Linked DNA regions of Zea mays: region 1 is linked to region 2. The links are chromatin contacts, called in public Hi-C maps. All regions are on one chromosome and are shown on one strand. The core of a region is the stretch at or near the end of the contact, and the rest is flanking DNA. Distances in the headings are between cores, read along the strand shown. Region 1 has its middle 37 kb from the start of LOC100272654. Region 2 holds the start of LOC100282762.

Region 1 (2,700 bases), core at 60-2,559, 110 kb after region 2:
GTTGAGCCGTTCTTTATTTGCAAGAGGGTGCATGTGAGCATATCTGATGGATATATCACTTGAGCCCATGACTGATCCAAGGGCCTAGTCAAGGTTTTGATAAAATTGTTGTGTCCTTATCTCGAGGACCTAGGAAGTGTTTGGTTCAAGAAAGTATGGAACGAATCAACTATGTTCTACCTTTAGTACTCTTTGGTTGAGCGAAGCCGGAAACAAAGCCGCTCCAAAAAGAGAATATTCTCCTAACATACTGAATCTCATCGCTCCCAAAAACTATTGAACCTTTTCGCCCATAGAACAGGTTGGAGTCATTCTATCTTCCAAACACGGGACACTTATTTCATTACCAGAAACTAGAGTAAAGTCATTCCGTATAACTAACCCCAGAACCAAACACTACCTTAACATACCTTAGGCTAGACTCCCGTCCGTTAGTTGGCTAATATGTTATAACAATTATTATGTTATTAATTAGCTAGTTTATCCAACTAGTAAAATAGTTATTAATTAGATATTTAGCTAATAATTAGCTAAACTGTTAGCTAGACCTATTTAGATGTGAGGAGTTAATTATTAGCAGCCTACTATCCCTCACACATCGACAAGTGTCCTGTCATTCAATCTTCACAAAATATAGTTCGCTGGAATTCTCCGTGATTTATTCGTGTCATAAGGGCTAGTTTGAGAACCATATTTTTCTAAAAGATTTTCATTTTTCAAGGGAAATTAGTTCATTTTACCTTAAAAAATAGTAATCTCTTAGAAAAATAGAGTTCCCAAACTAGCCCTAAGTGGGATGTATAGTACACGTGAAGAAAAAGACGGTGGGAAAAAGGTACATAGGACAAATAATGAATCAAGTGGATAAACACGCCCCCACAGGCAGACAGGTTAGAAATTTGGTTTTTTCATTCTTTTCTGTCCAGACGTTGTATTCCTTCATTTCTAAAAATGTGCATGCTTATAGCATTCTCTTTTCCTCTATAAAAGTTTAAAGTTTTAATTATTTAGTCGACCTCATGTCGACATTACGCAATATCGAATATTGTTCGTCATATTTGCAATGTGACGTCTGCAGCTCATATTTTAGTTTGTTATTTTTTTATTAAACCTGTATTTAGTTAGTAAAATTTGGGGGGAAAAGCGTGTCCACGCCAGTGACATGGACATCAGTCACAAGATCTGGCCGACTGGCCGTGCAATTGGCAAGGCAATCGACATGCTTTGGATCATGAAAGACTACCCCGGCCACCTTCTGCCATTGGACCGCAGGGATGGGCATGACGTTGATGTCCTATGCTGTCCCATTTGGGAGCAGGAGCACCTGCCTCGATTTCGCGAAGGATATGGTTTTGTTGTGACAGAGAGACTGGTATGGGTGGTGGATCCCACTGCCCCTTTCGTGCGCCTCTAAAGTTTACCACACCATCTGCTAAGAATCTGCCACAAAAATTGGTGAAAATTCGTCAAAACCACCAATAAATCATCATTTTTTCCCTATCGACATCATGTGAGGAAGACGTTCTACGTTCTAGGTGACTTTCTCGTGCATATCCGGCTCGTGAGCTACTACAGAAACGACTGTGCGAGTCGCCCTTACTAAACCATCTTGAGAAATAAGTGGTCATCCTTTTTTTTAAAAAATATAGACTTTAAAGGCTAACTCGAGCCTTCTCTAGAAATCATTTTATGCATAGGCTAGAGGGAGCATCTCCAACCAGATGCCTCAAAATAATGTCCAAAAAATTAAAATAATATATCATTTAAAGTGTTTAGGACACTAAAAATAAATTAAGATCCAGTAGTTAAACTATAAATCATATATTTTAGGCAATAAATTACATTATAGGAAAGAAAAGGCTGCGAGCAGTAGCTACCGCTACAACATATATGTGTTTATGTCTACATCTATGACAGAAAAAACATCTACTATATCTCTCCCCAAACCCACTTGCTACCCTTGCACAATAATGCGTAGTACAGATAAGTATCACCGATATTCTTGAATTATATTTTTGGATGGAGTGAGTAGTATTTAAAGAAGAGCCTTGCATGCAATTTATTTTGTTTGAACAATGTTTTCAACTTAAATTCCTTTTTTTGCATGTGTGGCATTAATTCTCCGTAATATTTTTTTCATGGATCTGACTTGTGAGTTATTTTCATAAACCAACGCCAAGGATGAATCCATGTTTCTTGTTTGGAAACCCCGAACAAACACCACTAGCAGGAGGCGCTCGTGTTGGCGTCGCTCATCGACGACGAGAAGAAGTTTGATAACTGCCAGTTCGACCTCTGGAAGCAGTCCTACGTGGTCACATGAGCCGCTGTGTATGACAAGCTCTGACGCAGCCGCTGCTTGTACGCGGTCCAGAGCGGTTGCACCGCGTTGTCCATCGTCAAGCAGGAGACCTCATGGTCGTTGCCAACGTCGGCGACTCTCGGGTTGTTCTGGGCATCACATCCAGCGACGGCGTCATCACGCCGTCCAGCTCATCGTCCATCTGAAGCCCAACCTGCCATGTAAGTCGCTATTGACTGGCCATGAATTCTTGTGCGCTGGAATGACGGTCATTGCTGACGTTGTGTGAGTGTCCTCGAACATGACGTATGTAGAGGGGTAGCGTATCCGGTGGTGCAACGATCAGGTGTAGTACCTTGCTGATGAGCCCGAGGTGCACTTCGCCTGGCAGCCCAGCC
Region 2 (2,700 bases), core at 21-2,520:
GAAGTAAACAAGACAACAAGCTATTATAGGTAACGTATGAACACCATAAGGCAGTGAATAATCATAACAACTAATATTTTACTAATAATCCATCCATGTAGCAATAACAGTGGGAGTAAAAATAGGTGTGAAAATGAAATTAACACAACCAACCTAAAACACTCAAATATGGCATGATTTACAAACAAACCGATCACACTTTACAGTTAAGAACCAGAATATTGAATACATTGCTGATGGGATAAGCCAGAGAACATCAAATACCTTGGACAGCATTATAACAAGGAAGCTGTTCTCAGCAACTCCGTTGCTTTCCAAAGTGGTCTCATCCTTCAGAATTTTCCCTTGGTATATGAGCATTTGCTGGTCTGCTGGGTAGGTACTCTGACCCTGAGTAGTTTCGATGATCCTCTTCACCTCAGCAACCTGAAAATACAAGCAGTGAGTAGGCTGCACGACTAGAGACGTTGCCGAACAACATAAATCGAACACCACGAAATGGTGAAACATCCGTCTGTACAGCAACCGAGCAGCATTACTGTGATGATTACAACGAACGCACCCTACCACAACCACAGCACCCAAACTCCAACCAACGACAAACCCTAGACCATGTCCCATGTGAGAAACTGAAGCTCATAATTCAGAGAACCAGAAGCAGCGGGGCCCATCGCCCGCCGACTGGACGACCCCAAAACAAAAACCCTAGATTCAGATCAAAGCCCTCTGCGCTACCACCGGCCGGACGCGCAATCACTGAACCAGACCACCGCGATATCGTACGGAGTCGCACCGGAATCGAGTGAAACGGCCGAGAATTGCACGGAATCGCTCGGATTGAAATCAGAAGGATGGAAAGGGGGCCGTACCGACGCATCGGGGCTCGCCTCGATCTCGAAGTTGGTGCCCTTGAGGGTCTTGACGTTAAGCTTCATTTCGCCCGCCGCCTCCTGAGTCCACTCACACTCTCCCTCCTCGCGCCGCTTCGAGGTGGAAGAGGGTTAAGGGTTTCAACGCCTCGCCTTGGGGATTTCGACCTCGCGAAGACGACGAGAGCGCACGGGGAAGCGAAGTTAAAGGCGAAACAATCCGAAAGCTGCAGGCTAGAAAACCAGCGCGTGGCGCTCGGGGCCGACCTAGATACTCTCGCTGTCCCGTGGGGTCGCGACAGATAGACCCTCAGCATTAGTGAAAGGGGCAGGTTCGGATCGGTGGGAGGCAGGCGGGAGTGGACAGTGGTGACGAGGCGCTGGAGCTCCACTAGGTAGACTTCGATGAAATTATATTTGTTTTCGTATTTTTATTCGGATTTAATTCGAATACGGATAGTTTCGAATACGAATACAAATATGAATGTTCTTAATATAAACGGATAGTTGTGAGTCGAATACGGAGCTAGTCAGACACGGATAGCGTCGGTAACGAATATTTTTGTCGGATATCGTGTAAGACACCATTTCATTAATTTTTTAGGCTATTTGTATATTATTATTTTCTTTCAGTAGAAAATCATCAAAATGCAATTAAATCCATAAAATATTCTAATGTCGACCGAAAATGGTAAATAAATTACCAAAACTAATAAACATCATATAAGAAAATAACTGCACCTCCACATGTGAAAATGATAAAGTGAAGTATTGATTATGTTAAAATTCGAATACTTAAGGTGATTTCACATGTAACTCACGCAACAAGTGAAAGTGAATTGAAAGAAACGATGACAATCTTTGGATTTTATGGCCAAAACATTTTTGAGGATGCTATATGGGCATATATTGCCCCTCCGTCAAATTTCATGAATTTCTGAGACTATTTGTGTATTATTATTATTATTATTATTATTATTATTTCTACAAAAAAATTATCAAAATTCAATTAAATTCATAAAATATTCCACTGTCGACCGAAAATTAAAAATAGGTTACCAGGACCAATAGACATTATATAAGAACATAACATCAAGTCCCCATATGAAAATGATAAAATGAAGTATTGATTATGTTGAAACTTGAATATTTAGGGCGATTCCACATGTAATTATCCGAATATCCAAAATCTGAAATCTAGTAAGATATCTGGGAAGATGTCCGGATATCCGAAATCTGAAATCCAGATAGGTATCCGAGAAGATATCCGGATATCCGAAATCTGACGGATATCAGTCATCTCATATCTGTATCCAATATCTGAATTGTATTATCCGAATTTGAATCTGAAATCCGAAAAATATGCGGATATCCGAGAAAAACTATCCAGACGGATAATTAGCTTCTTCGGACGGATGGATGCTCGGGTAATATTCATACCGTTTACACCCCCTAAGCTCCATTGTCGCGATGTGTAGGCTAAGCGCAAGAGAGGCACGTGGCGGGCATCGAGTGGAGCGACGCCGGTTGTGTACTAGCGTGGATGTTAAGCTGTAAACAAGCGACAAAAACTATAGATGGCACTGTTTATAAAGTGAAGCTTAAATAAGAGATTATTAGGAGATAAGACAAGAGATCTATTGGAGATAGCATTAAAATACTTATGTTGGGGGCCTTCATCTTCCGAAGTTCTTCAAAAACATGGCTAACCATTTGTTATCAGCATATTGCTAAGTATTACAGGAGCTGCGGAACCAGAATAGCTTCGACGCAGAACGGTGGAATGGAAACAAAGGTAGCTTCGTTATAACAACACTAGAAAATGATACAA

What was found. Hi-C and Micro-C count contacts between places; a contact is called where the count stands out from the background.
Region 1: a contact with region 2 is called in a Hi-C map of leaf, with 6 times the contacts expected there. The contact joins the enhancer-like site here to the promoter of LOC100282762 in region 2. A contact is called at or near these places in 5 of 25 Hi-C or Micro-C datasets (bundle sheath and leaf).

What each region holds. Positions count from the first base shown.
Region 1 is chr6:128,248,037-128,250,736 of Zm-B73-REFERENCE-NAM-5.0, forward strand. No RefSeq gene overlaps it. Among protein-coding and RNA genes, the nearest start is that of LOC100272654, 37 kb to the right of the region's middle. Within about 2 kb of position 1,310, at least 16 of the 20 cell types and tissues checked have an H3K27ac peak or open chromatin away from gene starts, as enhancers often do. A contact at or near this core is called in bundle sheath and leaf, where this site is marked.
Region 2 is chr6:128,134,878-128,137,577 of Zm-B73-REFERENCE-NAM-5.0, forward strand. It overlaps LOC100282762, which reads right to left and starts at 1,271. Exons shown (of 12, transcript NM_001155668.2): 1 at 870-1,271; 2 at 265-426. The coding sequence starts at 935.